2 separate regions of the Mus musculus genome follow, and region 2 is linked to region 1. The links are chromatin contacts, called in public promoter capture Hi-C maps. All regions are on one chromosome and are shown on one strand. Each heading gives the region's core, a stretch centred on a gene start, on an enhancer-like site or on the middle of the called end of the contact. The rest is flanking DNA. Distances are from core to core; before and after follow the strand shown. Region 1 overlaps Gm32507 (a long non-coding RNA gene). Region 2 overlaps Psd3 (pleckstrin and Sec7 domain containing 3).

Region 1 (5,013 bases), core at 704-3,203:
TAAGCAAGTGAAAATCACTCTGCCCAATCTCCCTGATTAGATGTTTCCCCTGGAAGAAGTTCAGATGGCATCGATGCTAAATTCAGCACCGGTGAATTTTAGCAAATGGCCTTATGAGGCTTCGGTTCATCTCTCCTCAGAGATGGGATGATCACCCTCACACCTGCCTCCCAGCCCCACCTCTATGCTTTTGGACATATTTATCTCTACACCTGGAATATGAGACCCTGCCTTTTGATCAGTGTATCATATACTTTTCTTGTTTTGGAGACAGAGTATCAGGAAGACTTAAGGAAGGAAGGTTTATTTTGCCTCATAGCTCATCTACATAGTCCATCCCGACAGGATCCTCACACAGCGGGAGCTCCAGGCAATCGCTCATCTCAAGAGGCAGGAAGCATGGGTGGGGGTGGAGGGTGAGGCTGGTGCTCACAGGGGATGTGGGGTGCAGCTGGTGCTCAGTTCCCAGGGGGTGGAGGATGTAGCTGGCGCTCAGCTCTTAGGGGAGGGATCTGGTGCTCAACTCTCAGACGATGAGAGTGCTCACCTTTAGAGGTGGTGCTGGGGGCTCAGTTCCAGGATCCCAGCCCATGGAATGGTGCTGCCCATATTTAGGGTGAGGGGAGTCTTCCTATTTCATCCTAATCTAAAAGTGCCCTCTACACCTCCCCAGAGGTTTGTTTCCATGGTGATCGTAAAGCCCATCAAATTGACACTCAAGACTAATCACCACAATCCTAGAGTTATGTAACCTAGAGCCAAAGGGGCTGAGAAGCTGAGGGCTCATGGGTGAGACTGCTGAGCGCCTGTGGCTTATCACTGCCCCCGCCCCACAGCAGACGGGCAGCAGATCGCTCAGGAGTAACCCTCATTTCTCTTTGTTCACCTGCCATTGCTCTTCTGCAAGAATCCAGTCTCTGCCGGGTGTTTGCTGATTCTGCAGATTTCCTGAAGGGCTGGGGAGGGGGGGGGGGAGTGCAGGGTCCTCACCTGTTTCCGCTGTGCCGCCACTGCCCTGCTTCTCTCCTCCGGATTTCTCTAATTGGCGAAAACCCCAAAGGAACATTTCTCCTTGTTTCCTGCATCCGTGTATAGCTCACATTTTGTTGTCTGCGCAGTTTCTCGACGCTGTAGCCCCTTCCCCAAATAGTTTATCAAAATATATTTGTTGTTTTACTTTTGTTGACACAGGGTCTCATGTAGGCCAGGTTGGACTCCAACTAAGTATGTGGCCAAGGATAGCATTGGCCTTCTGATCCTCCTGCCTCCACCTCACCAGTAAGTACTGGGACTGTAGGTGTGTGTCACCAACCCCCTCAGGCCCGCCCCACAAGTATTTCTTCCCTACAAAAGAAGAACTCTTTTCTTATCATATATTAATTGTATATAATAACGCTGCATTATGACATTTTTATGCACTAATGTACTGTGCTCTACCATACCCTCCCGTTAGCTCCCCCCCAACTTCTTATGTTCCCTTACTGTCCCCTCAACTTTTACTTTCATGGATGTGTGTGTGTGTGTGTGTGTACATGCCTGTGTGTATACGTTTCTGTTCTCTTTCCTCTTGTATTTAAAAAAAAAAAACATTATTTTTTATTTATTATGGTGGACGGGAGGGGTGAGGTGGAAGGGTCACGAGAGTATTACAGTGCACACGTGGAGATGAGAGGACAACCTCTAGAGTCCGTTATTTCCCTCCACTATTTGGGTTGCCAGATGGAACTCAGGCCATCTGCTCGGGACTAACTCCCAGGCTCTGTGAAGATACAATTTCTCCACCTCTTTACATCGCTCTCTACTGAGCGCTGCATCCCTACACCACACCAGTAGCTGCTTCCTAGATTCAAGCAATGGAGTCAGGGCAGGTCGTGATTTACACTGTGTGTTTTGGGGCACTGTGAATGATGTGGGAGATTAGAGGAGGTGACTGGCAACGTCGTAGACTTTAGTGGTGCAGTTCCTATGATCACCACTGAGTGGCGCTGTTCCCATGTTAGTCCGACAAAGATAACGCTGCTGTAGGCTATCAAATTTTCAGTTTCTGGCTAAGCCCTTACAATGATGGTCCTGATTCCTTTTAGTGGTATAGTTGAGAGGCTTTAAAAGTGACTTCTAAGAAAGCAAAGTGAGCTAGACTTTGAAAAGAACTTAGTGCCGCACTTGGTGATAGGACACTAATAGAGCCAAACGTCTAAAGACAGAATTCAATTAATTTTTCATCTTTTTGCTGGCGTGGAACTCACTATGCAGAGCAAGCTGGCCTCAAATTCGGATGATCCTTCTGCCAAGTGCTGGAATTGCAGCCTCACTACCATGCCCAAAGTTGTAATTTTAAAATGTAAGAGTTCCATGTGACAGAGTAATATATACTTAGAAACTGAGGCAGCTAGCGGCCAGTCGGGGTAATACAGTGAGATGGGCATCACGCTCCTTACATAAGGAGGAGACCCCTACTACCGGTGCCAATATCACCATGTTTAGGTCACCAAGGCCAGACTTTTGAGCCCCGCATTAGCAGTCACTGTAAGTCTTACAGTGAGGGGACAGACACAAGAAGCCAGGGTGAACAACCAAAATTAAGGAATATTTCAAACCTGTGGCTTTGAAAAACTACAGTGTAGATGACTTTGCTTTCCCTTTAATAAGACCAGGAAAAGAGAATTGATATTCATGGCATACATGCTAATATCAAGCGTTGATACAGTAATGGATATTACACTCAGCGAACAATGAAGGTTACTCCTGGGGGCTTCCTATGCAGAGAGATCTGCTCCCTGTCTGTGGCCAGAGCTCCAGCAAAATGTAAGCTCACGTGAGAACAACGTCCTAGGCTTTCCACCGCCTACGTGAAGGTGTGGTTTGACTGAGAATGCCCCATAGGCTCATATGTTTGATATCTAGACCAGCAGTTGGTGGAACTGTTAGGGAAGGATGGGGGTGTGGCCTTGTTGGAGGGGGTGTGTCACTGGGGCTGGCTTTGAGGTTTCGGAAGACTAGCACCATTCCCAGTGTGCTCTCTCTGTGCTTCCTGTTTGTGGATCTGGATGTGAGCTCTCAGGTTTCTCTCTCTCTCTCTCTCTCTCTCTCTCTCTCTCTCTCTCTCTCTCTCTCTGTGTGTGTGTGTGTGTGTGTGTGCGTGTGTGTAGGTCAGAGTACAACTTCCGCTACTATCATCAGAAACACTGTCCACCTCCCTTGACACAAGATCTGCCATTGCTTATGTATGCGAGTGGTTTTCTTCTCCAGGCACACTGTGTCCACAGAGACACCAGAAGAGATGCTTGAATCCCCGGGAACTGGAAACATGGCTGTTTGTGTACAACTATATAGATGTTGAGAACTAAACCCCAGCCTTCTGGAAAGCACGCTTAACCACTGATCTATCTCTCCAGCTATCTCTACTTTGCTTGTTTGAGACGGAAGCTCACTCTCCCAAGCTGGAAAAAAAACCTTTTTGTATGATGCACGCTTGCCTCTAACTTGTGTGGCTCCTCCGTCTGCAGCCTCCTAAGTGTTGGAATTACAGGTGTATACCATCAAACCAGGCAAAACAGAGCGAGCGAGCGAGCGAGCGAGAGAGAGAGAGAGAGAGAGAGAGAGAGAGAGAAATTCTCCCTACAGAGCCCTGGCTGTCCTGGAACTCACTGTACACACTGACCTTGAACCCACGGAGAGTTGCCTGCTGCCGCCTGAGCTCTGGGACTTTGGGCAAGCACCACTACACCCAGACACTTGCCATTTTATTGTATGCAGTGTACTTTGAACACAGGAAAGTGGGTGTTTCTGATGGAAGAAAAAGTTTTCATCTGAAATTTACTTTTTAAGACTTTTTAAATTTATGTGTATGTATACATGTGTATACATGCCTATGCCTTGTGTGTGCACAGGTGCCCACAGGGCAAAAGAGAGCATTTAGATGCCCTGGATCTGGAGTTATAGGCAGCTGTAAATTGCTCACTATGGACTGGGAGCTAAACTTGGCCCCTATGGAAGAGAAGAGGACATTCTCTTAGGCTCAGCAGAGCCTTCTTCTCAGCCCTTTCTGAAATTATTTTAAAATTGCAAGATTGAGACAACAGAATAAGGTTGCTACGTTGCCGAAGAGATGATTTTGCACATGCATTCTTTTTAAATTGTCTTCAATATTGCCTTTATAAAGAAATCTTAGATGACATTTTTATTAGATTTATTCATTTTATGTGTGAGTTGTTTGCCTGCACATGTGTGTGTGTTTGTGTGTGTGTGTATGTATATATATGTATATGCATGCACCATGTGTGTGCTTGGTACTCATGGATGTCAGAAAGGGCATTAGCTACCCTGGAGCTGGAGTCATCAGTAGTTGAATCACCCTGTGGGTACTGGGAATCAAACCCAGATCCTCTGAAAGTGCAGCAAGTACCCTGAACCTCTGACCAACTCCCAGCTCTACATAATTGACAATTTTAAGGCATGAATGGAAAGCAACAGAAAACAGGTTCACTTAAGGCTTTAAGTATTAGCCTCCCCCACCCCCATCTTTCTTCTCTTTTCTTTTTCTTTTTTTTTCTTTCTTTCTTTCCTTTTTTTTTTTCAGAAAAAAACAAAACAAAACAAAACAAAACAGGGTTTCTCTGTGTAGCCCTGGCTGTCCTGGCATTCACTCTGTAGACCAGACTGGCTTCGAACTCAGATATCTGCCTGCCTCTGCCTCCCAAGTGCTGGGATTAAAGGCGTGTGTCACCACTGCCTGGCCCATGGCAATCTTTCAACTGGATATACTCAAATAATTGCAAATTTTAGGGAGTTGCACAGTCTGCTCTAGGGGAAGAGATGCAGTGATTTTATATGTGAGCATCCCTACATAATAAACATGGAGGTATAGTATTGACGAACAGCCTCAAGCCTTCTTCAATCTGCTATAAGGCTAAGAAGGGAACCGGAGGCCTGGCTCAGCAGTTAAGAGCACTGGCTACTCTTACAGAGGACTTGGGTTTCATCCCCAGTGCCCACATAGCAGCTCACAAGCAT
Region 2 (5,013 bases), core at 1,107-3,606, 2.9 Mb before region 1:
TCAGAATGACCTTTCATTGATGGCCCAGAGTGAGTGCAGAGCATTTAGAGGAAGGACACATTTGCTGGTGCATATGACAGTAGCTCTTAGTGTATAGTTGCTTAGAACTGCTGTGAAAGTCTAAAACTCTAGATACAGGTTTAGAAACCTGTATTTTTACTATTTTTACTGTATACTTATTTAATATGATACCATGTTCTCAAGAGGACCACATTGAGTCTAGACTTAGCTGTCTTCATCTTGAAGTAATTTGAAGTGAGTCAGGGTGTTCATTAGTGTATCACCAGGGGCTAATGCAGAGCTTGGCACACATGAGGCTCTTAGATATTTTTTTTGCATTTGTGGAATAAGTAGGTGCTAAAATGTATGGTGAGGAAATATGATAGGAATCCCAAGGCAAGGTAATCAGTATGAGTGGGGTCCCAACCTGAACCTTAAATCCTGAATGATAAGTTCTTCATGACGGATGCTTAACAAACTGTATCCCAACTCCCTTCTTTTTTCTTGTTCTCTTAGAATTGTTAATTCATCCAAAATGTATGTTTGAATTTTTGTTCATATAATCTCTCTAGGTGCTGAAGATGGAACATTATAAATTTATTTTATAGGATTTATTTTAATGGATGGAGCTGTGTAAAATGGGCTTAAATATAAGTATGGAAATTAGATTAGATTAGTTGGGCAGAAGGGCAGTGGGTAGGACAGATTCACAGGTAGGATGCACTGCAGAGTCAGCTGTTACATTTCCCTTTGCAACATAATTTTATGGTGGAGAGGGATCAAGCAGGGGGAAGGACAAGGCACTCACACACAAAGGAGACTCTTAGCCAGTACTAGATACGTAGAATATGAAAGTAAGAGGCCAACTCAATAATACTATGAGAGCCACCTTTGGCCTGTGTTGGAGGCAGAGGGAGAAAGATGGCTGAGACAAAAAAATTCATCTATGAAATGTGTATATATTTCCCTCTCTTCCTCTTCTCTGTCTCATCTCCTTCCCATACTCTTACCCTCCCTCCTCCTCTTTCTTTTCACGAGTGTGTCTGTGTGTGTGTGTGTGTGTGTGTGTGTGTGTGTGTGTGTGTGTGTATGTATGCATATGTGCACACAGGTATATGTGTGTCATGGCTACATACGCAGAGGTCAGAGGACAGGCAAAGGTGTTGGTTCTTGATTTGCTTGAGACAGGGTTTCTTATGTTGTAAATTGCTCTATACTCCTTACTAACTGTCCTGTGTCCAACAATTCTTCTGTGTCTATCTCCTATTACTTGGTAGAATCATACTGGAATTACACATATGCTGGTATATCTATTTACTCACCTTAGGAGGATCTGAACTTAGGTAGTCATCAGGCTTGTCAGGCAAGTATTTGACCACTCTGCCTTCTCCTCAGCCCTCCTCCAGTCTGAAGTATAACTTGTTTAAAACTTAGATAGGTGGTAGATGACCTGAGTTAGGCTAGTTAAGACTATAAACTGATAGATCTCAGAAGCAGGATGAGACTCCAAGAAGCAGAGATTCATTCTGCATGGATTCACTCACCTCATTCTGGGGCTCATTTTTGGGGCTGCAATGATGCAACAGAATATATGGGGTGTCTGCTGTGGTGATGTTTGTTTTCTAACTTGTTGACAAAGAGGGCTTGTCTAGGAGTGTTGGGAGTCTTGATATATGTGTTGAGTACATGGGAAGGGGCAAATGTTTGGTCCAAGTCTGGGCAACACATATTTTACATATTGTATCTATATTTCGATAGAACAATGTAAGGATAGTAATTAGCTACACAACAGTAAATACCAAAACTGAGATAAAAAAATGCCAAAGAATTTTAGTAGAATTTTTTCAGTCAGGTACAGTTCTTTTTCTATGTGAAAAAGAAGGAAAAAAAAGCCAGGCATTTCTTAGACTTTAAATTCTAAGCTGTTGTTTTTATGCAAGTTCAGTAACTTAATGTCTCTTATTGCTTATTACTTGGCACTATCTGACTAGCCCATCCATGTCAGTGTAGGCTGGTCTCCAACAAATGCCTGAAAGGAACGGACGCCAATGATTCATCGGAGTTTAAGCATATTTGGCACAGAGTCCTATCCTGTGTTTTGGGACGTGGTTGATACTAAGAGACCCTGAACATCCCTTTCTTTTTCTGCCTTCTACCTGTCTGGAATGGCCATGAACTGGGTGGTTCGTGTTTTGGATTAGGTATATGCATAGGTTGGCATTGATCCGAAGGCTGCTTTTTTTTTTTTTTTTTAATCTTAATAAGCCCCAAGAACAGCATTCTCAGTGGGTGTGGAAGTGAGTGGGACATGAAGTGATGGTTTTATATTGCATTGCCTGGCTACAGCTTGGCATTTCTTTCCTTTTTCTTTGCGTCACTGGTATTGGTGCCACTAATTTTGCTCCCCACCCCCAACACTTTCATAACATGTTTCCCGGGGAGCTGCTTGGTGTCTCAGCATTAAGCTTCCTTTGGAGTCTTAGCACTGCTCTCACTGAACCTCCTGGGATGTGTTGTTCATCCACATGATCGATGTTAAAACTTCCTCTCTGGGGGTTGTGTGTCTTCCTATATCTTATCCCTGGCCATCATGTACTCTGGATAAAAGAATAAAGGATTATGTACTCTAAATGCCCCAAACCCTCAAAAGTGGGGAAAGTGTGTCATGAAGTAGGAAAAAATGTAGAAAAGAATCCTATTCTAATTGTCCTCAGTGAGCCTCGAAACAGACGTTTGCCCATTTTCCAGAAGAATAAGGCCTGTACCTTTTTATGACTCCAACCAAGGAAACCTGAAATAGAAATTTCTTTTAGCTGTAATCTTACTTATATGTCCTTTGTACTTTATTTCCTTTTCTGTCTATACCTTTTATTCTCAAAGCTGACTAAAAAGAAGAGAAAGGTCCCTGTTTTCTAAACTTCCTAGGGAAGAGTTCCTGGTGATTGTATTGAGTTAGATCTGAAAGGTGGGTAGAATTGGATTTGGTTATGTTTAATTGTCTTTGTTTTTTGGGCGAGGGGAGCTGCCTTTTTTTGTTTTGTTTTGTTTTCAAGCCAGCCTTGAAACAGCCTTGTAACTGCCTTGGCTGCCATGGAACTTCTGTTGTAGAGCAGACTGGCCTTGAACTTACAGATATCTGCCTGCCTCTCTGCCTTGAGAATGCTGAGGTTAAAGAAATGTGACATCATGCCTTAATCATGACTTACAAAGGTTATATTGTTCCCTGGAACTGGTAAATAGAGCACTGATTTACTTAACACTGAACAGGTTGGGAGAAAAGAATTAGGAAAATAGATTTGTTTAATGCCATCCTACATAGGAGAATCAGGTTTACTTCCTCACATTCAGTCTTAGGTTTCTTCCTTCCTTCCTTCTTCCTTCCCTTCCCTTCCTTCCCTCCCTTCCTTCCTTCCTCCCTTCCTCCCTTCCTCCCTTCCTCCCTTTCTCCCTTCCTTCCTTCTTTCCTCCCCCTCCCTTTCTTCCTCCCTTTCTAGCTTTTTCATTTTCATGTGAAACTTACACTGTCTTTGAGTTTATAAGCTTCCTGCAGACTACAGAGATAGAATTACAGGTGTGCACCATGGGCTCCCAGGGCAGGATTGATTCTTCTTTCGTTCCCTGAACTGCTAACATGCTAAGACCATGCACCTCCACATCCCAGTAGTCCTGACTAGCTCCCGATGGCTGCTCTTTGCTCTGGTGACTAATTGGTTAAATCAGTCTTCTCTTTATTCCTGATTTGTTCATGCTTTTTTTATTCATTCCTCCAATCTTAGTTCATTTTATAGGATTGTTTGTTCAGCAGGATTTACAGTTTTCACATCAACACTTCCATTCTTGAATTTACTCTGAACTCCTAAATTGGGCTAGAATAGTGATTTGATTTCTAGATTTACCCAGTGTGTTTTGAATTAATTTCCCTTGTGTTTCTAGGCTTGCTAACAAACACAACCCTTTCTCTTCACACTCTTACTGGCTTTTCCATTACATGTCATTCTGCTACCCTTAGCTCTATTTCTAGAACCCAAACTCATTCATAGTTTTCCTCCTATTCTGTATTTATAATCGTTCTATGTCTCTATTCATTTCAGTATGATATTTTTGTGTAAATTTACAGGTTTCAGATTTATTTGGCTGTGATAGAACACCTTTTCTTTGTCATGGCCAAAGGAAGCTTCTGTCCTATATAGATGTAGAATTAGCCCATCAAAATATTTGCTGCCTCAGGAACAAACATAAGAGGAGATTTACAATAAATAGAATGGTCCTTCTGTGACTGTGTATGTCTGTGTGTGTGTGTGTGTGTGTGTGTGTGTGTGTGTGTGTGTGTGTGTGTGAGATGTCTTCTTTCTAGATAATCAAGTCAGAAAAAAAAAGCATGTTTATAAAATATATTAATGTGCTTTATGGGGTTAGATTTCATGTGATTATAAATGGCTCCTATATTTGCTATAGTCCTACTTAACTTTTTCATTATTCTGTAAACAATATAATGGCCCTAAGAACTCTGCAGTGGTTATTGCATGTGCAGCTGTAGGAGAGATGGTATTGCACAAGGCATGTTTTGTTCTTTTTCTCCAAGTAGAAAGAGGGCTGTATCCTACCTGTCTGTATTCCAGTGTTGCTGGCAATGATCATTTAGTCAGCGTCAGTAGAGAAATGCCTATGGAACACATTTAGTTACATTAAAATAGCTACTGAGGATTCTTTTTAATGCTTGCTGTAAAATAAGAAAGCAAACTAGATAACAATGAAATATAAAATTCAAGAAAGATTACATCTATCTATGTACAAAGGCATTTGGAGAATCTACATTCAGCTCATGCCTAAGCATTACTTATGGCACTTAGCTTTATGAAGATGAATATTTATAATAGCAATATTGATTATTATACCTGATGCATTTAGAGGTACTATAGCATCCATGCAGTGTAAACGCATATATCTTTCTCTTGCTTCTAGGCTGATGAGTAGCAAAGAAAGCAATATTATAGGTTACGCTTGAAAGGTATG

Evidence for each region. Promoter capture Hi-C pulls out the DNA fragments that hold promoters and counts their contacts.
Region 2: a promoter capture Hi-C map of hippocampal neurons shows a contact between it and region 1, with 9 times the contacts expected there. The contact joins two enhancer-like sites. A contact is called at or near these places in 1 of 39 promoter capture datasets (hippocampal neurons) and 1 of 115 datasets of contacts at active chromatin or transcription factors (embryonic forebrain).

Annotation. Positions count from the first base shown.
Region 1 is chr8:64,938,576-64,943,588 of GRCm38.p6, reverse strand. It overlaps Gm32507 (a long non-coding RNA gene), which reads right to left. Exons shown (of 4, transcript XR_379050.2): 3 at 991-1,137. Among named protein-coding and RNA genes, the nearest start is that of Gm32507, 3.7 kb to the right of the region's middle. Within about 2 kb of position 1,953, at least 20 of the 459 cell types and tissues checked have an H3K27ac peak or open chromatin away from gene starts, as enhancers often do. A contact at or near this core is called in hippocampal neurons, where this site is marked.
Region 2 is chr8:67,850,849-67,855,861 of GRCm38.p6, reverse strand. All of the region lies in intron 9 of Psd3 (pleckstrin and Sec7 domain containing 3), which reads left to right. Gm32888 (a long non-coding RNA gene) reads left to right here. Exons shown (of 2, transcript XR_379060.3): 2 at 1-2,681. Among named protein-coding and RNA genes, the nearest start is that of Gm32888, 10 kb to the left of the region's middle. Within about 2 kb of position 2,356, at least 42 of the 459 cell types and tissues checked have an H3K27ac peak or open chromatin away from gene starts, as enhancers often do. A contact at or near this core is called in hippocampal neurons, where this site is marked.